Linked DNA regions of Rattus norvegicus: region 2 is linked to region 1. Evidence: chromatin contacts called from public Hi-C data. All regions are on one chromosome and are shown on one strand. The core of a region is the stretch at or near the end of the contact, and the rest is flanking DNA. Distances in the headings are between cores, read along the strand shown. Region 1 overlaps Lrmda (leucine rich melanocyte differentiation associated). Region 2 overlaps Lrmda (leucine rich melanocyte differentiation associated).

Region 1 (5,533 bases), core at 1,804-4,303:
GACCTATATGTTTAATAATACAGATCATTGCCCTTGAATGTAAGCTAAAGGGCAGGAGTAAGTGCTGGCTGGCTTCATCATGTTTTCGGGGGAAAAAAATAATCACCAAAATTTATTTATGAATTTACCACACAAAGTTCCCTCGCTTTGATTAGGAAACAACAAAGCTTTCTAAGTAACAACTCAGCATGCAAAAGTTAGAAAACAACAAAACCAAAAACAAAACAGAAAACCAAACAACAACAACAACAACAACAAAAAAGAAACCAAAAGCAAAAAACCCAAACCACCCCCACCAGGGCCTAATTTCTTATATTCTGTCATGCCTGGCAAAACATATTAGGTAAGACCCCGCTTAGACAAATGACTTTGTTAACAGTAGAAATAACCTTTAGTTTAATTAGAAAATAGGAGCTATATGGGACAATAAAAATGGTTACTGCCGCCTTCCGTCACTGTTTACTGAATAGGATCGTGCTGGCGATAATGGTACGCATTATTTATTTGTGCAATAGCACACACTTGGTAATTGTTCATGTTGTTGGGAGTTGTCCTGTATGAATATCATGCAGAATCTGTTTCCTTTGATCCACGGGAAAAAATAGCATGCTTTTTTTTTTTTTTTTTTTTTTTTTTACAAAAAATGACCAGGGTCTCCCTGGATCCAGCTTATTGTGGTCTGCATAGCTTTAAGCCCTCTCTGGTAAGGGTGGAGTTTCTATGGAACTGTCAGCTGTACAGTGAGAGCTGGTGGGTCGGTGTGAATCAGCTGGTTTTGTCTAAGAGCACCTTCGAGATCTCATGGAACATCCTTTTCACCTAGACCATTTCATCTTCAGTTAAGATTTCCCAGCACAAGCAAATCCCATAGCCAGGCTAGAGGGGAAAAAACAAAGTCTCCTACCCCAAGATATGTAGGAAGAGAGAAATCTGCTTCACGGGATGAAGATTGCATTGAAACACACAGGGCTGGTGGGTAGGGGCAGGGTGCTGAAGGTGTCATCAGATTTCAGAGTGGATTCCATCTGGTGTCTGAATGTGAATCCTGTAGTTGTGAGGCTGTGTTTGCAACTGGAGTCAGCAGCCAGGTTTAACGTATTGTATGTACCCCACACGGCAGCTAATACTTGGTTTTCTTTGTGTATGCATGGGTGTGTGTGTGAATGTCATATGGTTGTATGCTTGTGAATGTGCACGCGCATGATGTGCGCGTGTGCACGCACGTGTGTGCGCGTGCGTGCACACACACACACACACACACACACACACACACACACACCCAGGTCAGAGTTAGCCATCTCCATTTAATGTTCTATCTTTTTTATTTTTGAGACAAGGTCTCTTGCTAACCCTGGAGCTCACTGACTCTGCTATACTAGCTGGGCAGAGAACTAGAGGGACGGCCATCTCCACCTCTAAGCCGGCTCTGTAGTTCAAGATTTTTGCTTGCTTTCCCTAGTTGCTGTGGATCCAAACTCAGCTCCTCACATTTGCACAGTGAGCAGTTAACCCTCAAAGTCATTCCTCTAGTCCCACCTGACACTCGTTTTCTTTTGGGGACTCAGGGGGTTCCATTTGCACATTTTATTGTGTTTCTAAGAGTAGATGCTCTGTTTCCTGCCTTCTAGAAAAGGATTGTGTGTAGCTTATGATGTTGGGTGATTTATTTTTCATTATGGCTGCTTAAGGATTTATCCCTCCCGACTCTGGTAAGTGTGAGATATTTCCCCAGATCCTGTACTACTAGCTAATGCTTGAGTCACCTGCAGAAATCCACAGAACCTTTGTATATAGGTGTTGGGGTTTGTGTGTGTGTGTGTGTGTGTGTGTGTGTGTGTGTATGTGTGTGTGTTTGCCACAGTCTTCTTTCTCTTAAAGTCCTAAAGAGCCCTTTCTGAAAGGTTTTTCCATGGGCAACCCTTATAAAAATATAGGCTGTATGTCAAAAGGAAAACCACAACAAAACCCCTTTTCTTCACACAATTCATTTTAAGCTTGAAAATCCCCGAAAATCCCCAGTCTCCCTTTGCAGGCTGGTTCCCACTCCCTAGCTTTCCTCACAGCCCCCCCTCAGAGGGAGAAAAAAGCATTTCTTCCAAGGACTGATAAGTCTTTGGCCGATGCTTAGCAACTGCATTCCTGTGCTGTAAGTAGCTGCAAGCCCCTTTGATGTGTCTGTCAGGGCAGATTTATTTTGTTTTAGCACATTGTCTACTTGTCCAGATGTATCGGGAGATAAAAAGGAGTCATGTTTACACTCCTCCTCCTCTTCCTCTTCCTCCTCCCTCTCTCTCTCTCTCTCTCTCTCTCTCTCTCATTCTCTCTCTCTCAAATGTAATTAAATTGTGGTTTTGATGAGTCTTGGGGACTTCCAGCTGAAGGAAACAGGAATTGGCTGGAGTCAGGAGAAAAGGAAAACTTCTTTAGTGGCAGGGACACCTGACTTGGTCAAAAAATAAAGCCCAGGCACCAGCTGGCTTGGTTCAGGGAAGCTAGGGGCCGAGTTCTGAGTCTTTTGTCCATTTCTAGGCAAGGTCAACCCAGAAGAGGGGAGGTATCCCTCCAGCACTCCTGGTACTGTGTTTGTGAAACCTTCCTTGTTGCCGTACACAAGCGTGCACAAAAGGCCTCCACTCTGTCCCCTCCTCCCTCCTCTCTCCCCTCCTCTCTTCCTTTCTCTTTCCCTCTTGTCCCCCATTCGCTGTCTCTCCTATTTTCTCTCTCCCATGTCTAGTTTCTTTCATGTCAAGATACCACTCTATCATGTTTATGGTTGGCTCATCTACGGTAGGCTGTTGTCACTCAACGCTAATACAGTCACTTGCCTGTGTTTGCATGAATACTTCTTCCCTTCACAGGGGCTTGATTCCCCTTGGGGTGAGGCTGTCATGCTTCCTGTCCTTTGCTGACGTGAGGTTCTTAACGTTCATATTTAGTAACACCGTTCAGAGTCCTGTTAATGACCTTCGCCAACCAGGAACAGGATATATAGTATTACCCAAGACTGGCCGGACAGCAGCTACCACAGTCTCTGATCTGCCGCACTGCCAGCTCTAGATTTACATCTCAAATAGGTTACACTACAGCTCCCCCTTCTGCTGACTGAGCTGCGCAGCACGAGGCCTGCATTGCAAGCGGCTGTCCCTAATGACAGTCCTCAAGACCCTGTCTTTTGCAGGATGGGCCAGTGACTAGCAGATGCTTCCCTGCACTCTTTCAGTCTCCCTTTGGATTCAACTTTTTATGATGCACTCATCAAAAAAAAAAATCACAGATTGCAGGAGCAAGAGAAAAATATAATAAAAGGCAAGCCCAATTAAGTGAGCTGTATGCTGCCTCACTTAGCATGGGGCCCAGTGTCCTCTTGTTGGAGCCTCAGCCAAGCCTGAGGACTCTGAATGCATCTTGGAAGCCACAGGCTCTGCTTTTGTTTCTATCACTTGTGGATCACACTGAACCCCAGGAAGGAAGTTTTCTTTTGTTCTAAACAACCTCTGGATGACTCTTTTTGGCAAAGTGTGCAATGTAACTTAAGCCCTTGCATACAACAAAAATCAACAGTGCCCTGCTTGAGAAGAGCCCGCACATAAGGAATTGGGAGTGTAGGACCCAGTGTGTGCCTCTCAGTGAGATTCAAGGGGTCCAGAGGGGACACTTCTCTTAGAAAACAGTGTGCGCAGTGACTGGGAAGTCTGACACAAATGCTTTGCTACTTTGTTATTTTGTTTTGTTATTTTATTTTTAACTCATTTTTTACTTTGTTACTTTGAACCAAGTGGAGAATGATGGTGTTTGTTTAGCATTAAAGTTATGTGTTTTACCATGTGACAAGAATTTATTGAAACATGACTATGAATCAGCTGTTCAGGATTTGTGGTGACAAAAAGTCAGAGAGTTTGCAGTACAGCAGGGGACCATTGCTATGGCAGAGTGTGCTAGAGAGGAAGCATCAGGAGAAAGATTATTCAGTGAAGATCTCTTGATCTCAGGACTGAGCACCTGAAGGAACAGGAAGGCTGCCAGACAGGTTCCAGCTCGACAAGTAAGGGGAGAGGCAAGAGTCAGGCCTGAGAAGAAGGAAAGGCTGTGGCCTGGGGACTTGTTGGCCTTGTTCAAAGCTTGAAATTCAGGCCAAATATTACATGCAGTTTTAAGCAGAAAAGCAACTTTGTCAGATTTATGTTCTAAAAGGAACATTCTAAGGATTGTTGCTTCAGCTAGGACATGAGGGGAGTAGGCCAGGAATTCAGTTCTACAGTGTTTGTCTATTTGCTTATTTGTTTGGGAAACAGAATCTGTATCTTAGGCAGTGCTCAAACTCACTAGACAGCCATGATGGTGTGGAACTTCTGATTCCCCTATAACCACCTCTCAAGGGCTGGAATTATGGCTCGGAAGCTCCAGGCCAGGTTTATACAGCACTTAGGATTGAACTCCAGGCCTCATGCACACCAGGCCAAGTACTCTGCCAGCTGAGCTCAGGGTTAGCCCCTAACCTGAGCCCTCTCTGAACAAATTTACCCCAACTAGCTGAGCTCCAGGCATTCTTTGGTGAAGGAAGGCAAGTGGGGAATAGGGAGCTGTGTAGAGAAGCCAGTGGAATTACTTTTGTGCGGACCAAAGCCAGTACCCAGAGTTCCAAAATAAATCTTTTTAGTGTCCCTTTTCTCTTGGCTCATTGCTGTCATATAGGCTGCACCTCCCCCTTCTGTTTCCTGCCAACATGTCATTAGCCTTAGTGGACAACAGAATGTATACTTTGCAGGCTAAACCCAACAGCTTGCTAAAGGCTGACTTGGGTTTCTGTGGCTATGTTTACCTTTCCAAACCCAGGGATCCTGCATGTGAATGAAAGGGAAAGAACATATAGAGCCTTCTCTTTATAACTGGGGCAAAATACAGTTCAGACAGTCAGGACTTCTGCTAGAACAGAGAATGGAGTCAGGAAAAGCATTTAAGAATAGTTTTTATGAATGGAAAACGATTGGAAAAATGATTTCCAAAACTCCACCCTCTTCATCTCCTCTCAATTCCTCCTTCTCTTTTCTCTCATTTATAATGTTTGGCATCAGGTTTTCCCAAAGTACCACACACATCTTAGAGTGGGATTTCCCATAAAGGCCTCCAGGCCTTCTTGTGTCCTGACAGAGCAGGGTGTATTTGAAGACTTGAGAGGTGCATGGGGATGTTTCTTTAGGAAATGCAACTTTAAAACATTACATTTTTTCCTCTGGCCACAGGAAGAAGTTGCTGAGATAATTAGAAATACTGTATGACAGACTTAATCGTGTTGATACTTTGTCATTTCCCAAGCTGGATTCAGCTGCTTGGGTCTGGTCTTTCTCAAGGAAACAGCTTTACAGATTCATGTTTAGATGAGTGGAACTTTTGGTGTCAACAAGAATCGATAGTATGGAGGGAATCAAGACAGCCTCTTTGCAGAATAGTTTTATGATTGATTATCGCATCACTTTGGGGAAAACCCTGAAAAGCGAAGATAAACATGTCTTGAAGGCTATTTTCAAACAACTCC
Region 2 (5,516 bases), core at 110-2,609, 150 kb before region 1:
CACCCCACTTTTTTTGCTTTGATTTGTGTACATTAGTGGAGGTATGTGTTTGAAAAGGGGTTACATCTGTCAGAATGTTGCCACTTAAGATTTGCCCCCTTCCTTCGAAAATGACATAAGAACAAGCCACACATGACATTTTGGCCAGGCTCCCGAATGAAGTTTCCAAACTGGAGGACTTAGGTCTCTCCTCTTTTACTTCTTCCTGAAAACTCAACCAGGGGCAGAAGGCATTGGAAGAGAGAGGGGCATCACAGGGGGAGTGGTGGTGGTGGTAGCATTTGAATTTTCTAGTCAGCAGTGTCTCTGATGTTGTCTGGGAAGTGTGAACCATTCCACAGTAGGGAGGATGCACACAGTCTTTGGGACAGAGTGAACAGTTAGGGCAAGCTGAAATACACATAGGCATCTTGGGACTGTGTTAGGCAACTCAATGTGTATGTGCCTCAGAGGGTCTTTCCAGTTCCTAGATTTACAAACAGAGTAAGTGGTTCTTAAAAGGGCCTCTGGAAGGCTCTTCTCATTCTTCTCTCTGCTTAACTATTCTTGAGCTTTGAGATCTTCTAGTCCTTGTCTCCTAAGAAAAGGAGACACCAACATTGGGATGGGAGAAAAAATGGTAAGGGGAGGGAGTGGGAATCCAATCTGAAACTGCCCTAAAGTTCAGTGAGGAAATGTGACAAGAGGCATAGTCAGGAATCTGCCCTGTTCACCATGCTGCTCTTATTGGCCAATGAGAAGATACCTTCCCATCTCTCCCTGCTTCCTGCCTCTCCACCCCCTACCCCACCCCAAAAAAAACCAGAGCACTGTTTCTGGACACAGCTTCTTGTCTCCAGGTAAAAGCCAGCACAAGGTGGTGAAAGAGGTGGGGAGGAGCTGGCTACCCTCTCAGCTTCATACCCCGCCCCTCCATGCCCTGCTTCCTCAGCCACAAGTTCACAGGTAAAAAGAGTTATTGCCAGCTTCTCTCTCGGAGAAAGCTGTCTGCTCGCCATGGTAACCTTTTCCCAGATCTGGGACTGTCAGGGTGAGGTGCAAAGTTCACAGAGCTCCTCATTGTGTCCTCCTCTCATCGTGCCCCCACATCCTACCCCATCCCAAAGCCACAGAGGTTGGTTTGCAGCGGTATTTAAAGTCAAGATGCCAAATGAAAAGTCCCTCGTTTAGGTTGGTGCTCACACAAAGCTGCATTGTGGTTTCTCTCGGCCTGTCAGACTTGTCAGGCCTAGTAAGAAAAAGTATATTGTTTCCAGCACTTGGATTCCTTTCTCCCTGACATCTGCCACTCTGTAAAGATGATAAATTCCTGCCTCATTAGCCAAGGGTGTGGGATTACAGGCTGACAACACATTAATCACCAGCCTCGGTGGCAGGCTGACTAGCAATAGGCATTGTTAACAAAACTTTTCTAATATGTCACTCTTCTCTATGACAGCGTGTAATCAATCATTGTGATTGACGGCGCTGATAGATTACACTATTTATACTTTGTGTAATGAAAGATAGTGTTTCCACCTACTGTCATTTCTGGGCTAGTGGCAGGGAATCGGTGAATGGAAACAAACACAACAACAGGGCGAGCCCTCATTGCCCCCCAAAATATCCACAGAAATCCCCCACCTTCCCAAGCCTGGAATCTAGCTCGTATTTCTGGAAGTGAACAAGGCCTCAGGAGAGGATCTCGGGGGTGATTTGTGGGATGGTGGGCAGTGCCTGAAATGTTACAGGCATTTGGGATCTTCAGGGAGAGCCGGTTGCAGTGGGCACAGTCCCAGGTTCTGTTAGGTCAAGTTGATACAGGTAGATCCCCTAGGCAGCTCTGTGTCAGCTTATGCATGAACCACTGAGCCCGGTGCTCCTCCTCTCCTGCCAGATGAGAGATGATTTAGATGTTGATAAAATATTTGTTCTCTCATGGCTCTGAGGGCAAATATTATCCTTGTTGCCCATAATTGTACAGCACTTCATAAGTCAACAGCACCCAGAGTGAGCAAAAAGCCAATAGTGGGAGAGGGGGGCTGCTGCTGCTGCAGGCTGTGGCTGAGACCTGTTTCTCCAACCCTTTGAAGCCCAGACAGTTACCGTTACAAACCGGGAGGCTGGGGATGGGGACGAATCAGCAATGTGTTCTGCTCTCTTGTACTGGTTATTTCTAGAGTGCCTTTCCCATCATTTTTGTTTTGGTCTAAAACAAATTTGTTAAGGATGCAGGCTATTTTTGACCAGCTGTAAGCTCTCCTTTCAGCAGAGAGGCAAGTGTGGGTGATGTGGGGCCGCCGTCGCCCTCTGAGTGGGGAGGGCTTTTGCTGCCAGGGAACCATTACTCAGCGGACTATGCCACAACCGCCCATTTGAAGAAACCGTTGACAAATATTTTGCTTAACTTTCCTTGCTGTTGACAAAACACGAACACCCTTTTCCTTAGTTCTTTGAGGTGATTCAAGAGATCATACAGGATTCTATTTGACTTCCCAGATCTGATCTGACTTGGAAGTCCCCAAACTTACCATTACATGTGATGTTGAACTTTGTGTCCCAAAATTGTGGGACAGTTAGAAAGGGATGAAGTAGAGAGGGGTGTGTGTGTGTGTGTGTGTGTGTGTGTGTGTGTGTAGCTTTGTGCAGTTGGTAGGCATCAGACCCTTGCCGTCACCCTGACAGTTGGCAGAGCAGGAGGAACCTGAGACCTCCCCCTGGTAAAACTTTTAGAGGAGCATGCGGTGGGAGGAGGCACGGGGAGCCAGTGAGACTAAACTTTAATCTCTCTGTGAAGTTTGAGTGAGCCTGGGATGATTAATGAGAGGGCAGGCCGTCTGATTAAGCCCTTCCGAGTCATGAGACATGATTAGTAGGTGACAGGGACGGTAACAGTATCCAGCCAAACCCTTGTTTCTTTCACGGCTCCGGCTGTTATATGATTAATGTCCCCAAGGGCTATCTTGAGGTCAGGAAGGGGAACCTGTCAGAACAGGTGGAAGTGACAAAATGGGCAGAAAGTCCTTAGGGGCGATGAGAGCGATGAGGGAGTGAGCAGAGGGGGCAGGGTAGCCAGATGGAGCCTGCGACCTTTCTGTGATCTGAGCAGGCACGGGAAGCATTGTGGGAATGAAAACAGGGAAGAGTCACAAAACTGCAGATGTTTCTAGGTCCTTGGTGCATCAAGGACTGCCAGTTTGGACTTGAGGAGAGTACCTCCTGACACGCTAGTCATTGCACATGGTTTGTATTTGAAGCTGGGTTGGGCTGGGACCACTTTGGACCCTGCAGGATTAATGTGGGGCACTGACACCTGTGCCTGTGAGTGCTGGAACAAGTGTCTTGCTCAGGGGATTAAGTGCACATCAACTGGACAGAGTTGATATTTCAATCCACTGCTCTCTGGGGCCAACACAGCCTCACAGTTTTGAATGTACTCCTTGAGAAAGGTGATACCAAGCTGGAGAAGCCTCTCTGAGGCAAACTATTTGCCGAGCCTGCATGATTCAATCCTTAGTGCCTCAAAAATACAGGAATAAATCACTAGGAGAAATAAAACAGGTTCTCTGGAAGGCTCGCTTGGCTTAACAGACTTACAAGCTTTTATACATATATAACAACAACAACAGCAACAACAACAAAAATACTGGAAAAGTCACACTGTAGGTGAGGTAGTTAGTGCCCAGTACCTGATGGGAGACTAGAACCTCAGCCTTCCTCCTTCCATTTTTGTTAACTGGAAACCATTAAGACCATGATCATAAGTATCCAATCATTCTATTAGATATGGACTAACCCACATGACCTCCATCTCTGTCTTGGTCTTTTATCTTTTGAGACAAGGTCACATTCTGTAGCCCAGGCTAGCCTTGAATGTCTGTCTCCTTGCTCAGCCTCAGTGCTAAGATTTCCAGTCTTTGCCAGTTGGCCAGACTATGACTTTTCTCTTCATTCTCCTTAGCCAAGTTATTTTCCTTCCAGAAAGGACTTTTGCTTGTTTGGACCCCATTAGAAGCCTCCATGAACTCCCCTGGAAAAGTAGTCTTCATCAATGTGATTAGATGATAGTGACCTTGATTGACAGAGTTCAGGAGGGTAGCCATTTTGGCATTCAAGTGAAACAGATTGCATTTGGTTTCATCTGGCAATCCTGACTTTGCTCCTTCTCCCTTTGATGTCCTGTGTGTAGAGTAGTCATGTTGAGCAGCTGCACTAGGCCTGTGATTGATCAAGTAAAGCTCTATCTTCAACTACTTCTAGGAAGCTGTTGCACTTCTGGTTCCTTCTGCTAGACACATCTAAGTTTTTCTTTTAATTAAACTTACTTATGTGTACAAATGTTTTGCTTTCATGTGTGTCTATGCACCTCATGGATACCTGGAGCCCTTGGAGGCTGAGAGGGCTTCAGTTCCCTGGGGAATGGTGTTCACAAATCACATTGAGCTGCCATGCACTCCCCAAAAATCAAACCTAGGTTTCTGAAAGGAGTGGACAGTGCTCTTAATCGCCATCCTGTCTTTCCAGCAGGGTTTTAGTTGTTCTTAAGAAGTTTTTCTTGGTGTGGCTAGAGTCTTATAAGGGCACAGGTGACGATAAAGTATAAAGGATACTGAAAACTTACCAGAGTGATTAGTGCCGCCAGGCAACGTTACAAACTAGGTGATTGATAAGACAAAGTCCTTTCCCAGTTTGTACTCTCACAGCCCCAGCCTTAAGGGATAAATTATGAATATATCGGAGAGTTCTCAGTTTTAGAGTTCTGGTATTTGGTTTGTGCTGTAGGTTGTACCATAAAATTATCCAACCTTACTAGGCCAAGCTGAGGGTGGCTCTGCCCTCACTGACCCTCTGGGAAATGATGACAAAAGAAACCTAAATGAGACTGAGTCCATTCCGCTGTACTGGAGTCACCCAGGGACAGAGTCTTCTGAGAACTGACAGAAAAATTCTGTGGAACCTTGGCAGATGGACACAAAAGATACTTCATCCCATTGTCATATGTAGGATATCACCAGAAAGACTGCCAGTGTGGGCAGTAGAGTGGTTATATGCTTCAGTATTGAATTAATGGGAGCCCTTAATGGTTAATATTGTCCACCCTGCCAGGCTCTAGATTCACCTAGGCAAGCCTCCAGGTATATTGGCAAGGGATTGTCTAGGTAAATTGAAGTGAGAAGACACACCATGGTGGGTGGGATTGGGATCCGAGACGGAATAAAACAGAGAAAGTGTACTGTGCAGTATCATTCATTTCTTTGTTTCCTATCCATGGATACAATGTGACGAATGTCTCAGGCTCCTTCCACTAAAATATCCCCACGGTGATAGCATTTACCCTTCAACTGCGAGCCAAAACAAAAACTGTTAAATTGCTTTTGTCAAGGTATTTGACCACAGTGATAGGAACAAGTTATGTGGTGGCCTTGGTGACTTCCTCTTGTGGCTGTAGACATTAAGGAACTGAGAATTTGACATTTCATGCCATATCAACTGTTTGCCTTTCCCAAGCTATTGACCCCTTTCTTCTATGTGGATGG

What was found. A called contact is a pair of places that touch in the nucleus more often than the background predicts.
Region 2: a Hi-C map of psoas muscle shows a contact between it and region 1, with 9 times the contacts expected there. The contact joins two enhancer-like sites. A contact is called at or near these places in 2 of 12 Hi-C or Micro-C datasets (kidney and psoas muscle).

What each region holds. Positions count from the first base shown.
Region 1 is chr15:1,518,876-1,524,408 of GRCr8, reverse strand. The region is part of intron 5 of Lrmda (leucine rich melanocyte differentiation associated); the gene reads left to right. Among named protein-coding and RNA genes, the nearest start is that of Trnat-agu13, 380 kb to the left of the region's middle. Within about 2 kb of position 3,053, at least 26 of the 93 cell types and tissues checked have an H3K27ac peak or open chromatin away from gene starts, as enhancers often do.
Region 2 is chr15:1,668,529-1,674,044 of GRCr8, reverse strand. All of the region lies in intron 5 of Lrmda (leucine rich melanocyte differentiation associated), which reads left to right. Among named protein-coding and RNA genes, the nearest start is that of Trnat-agu13, 230 kb to the left of the region's middle. Within about 2 kb of position 1,359, at least 3 of the 93 cell types and tissues checked have an H3K27ac peak or open chromatin away from gene starts, as enhancers often do.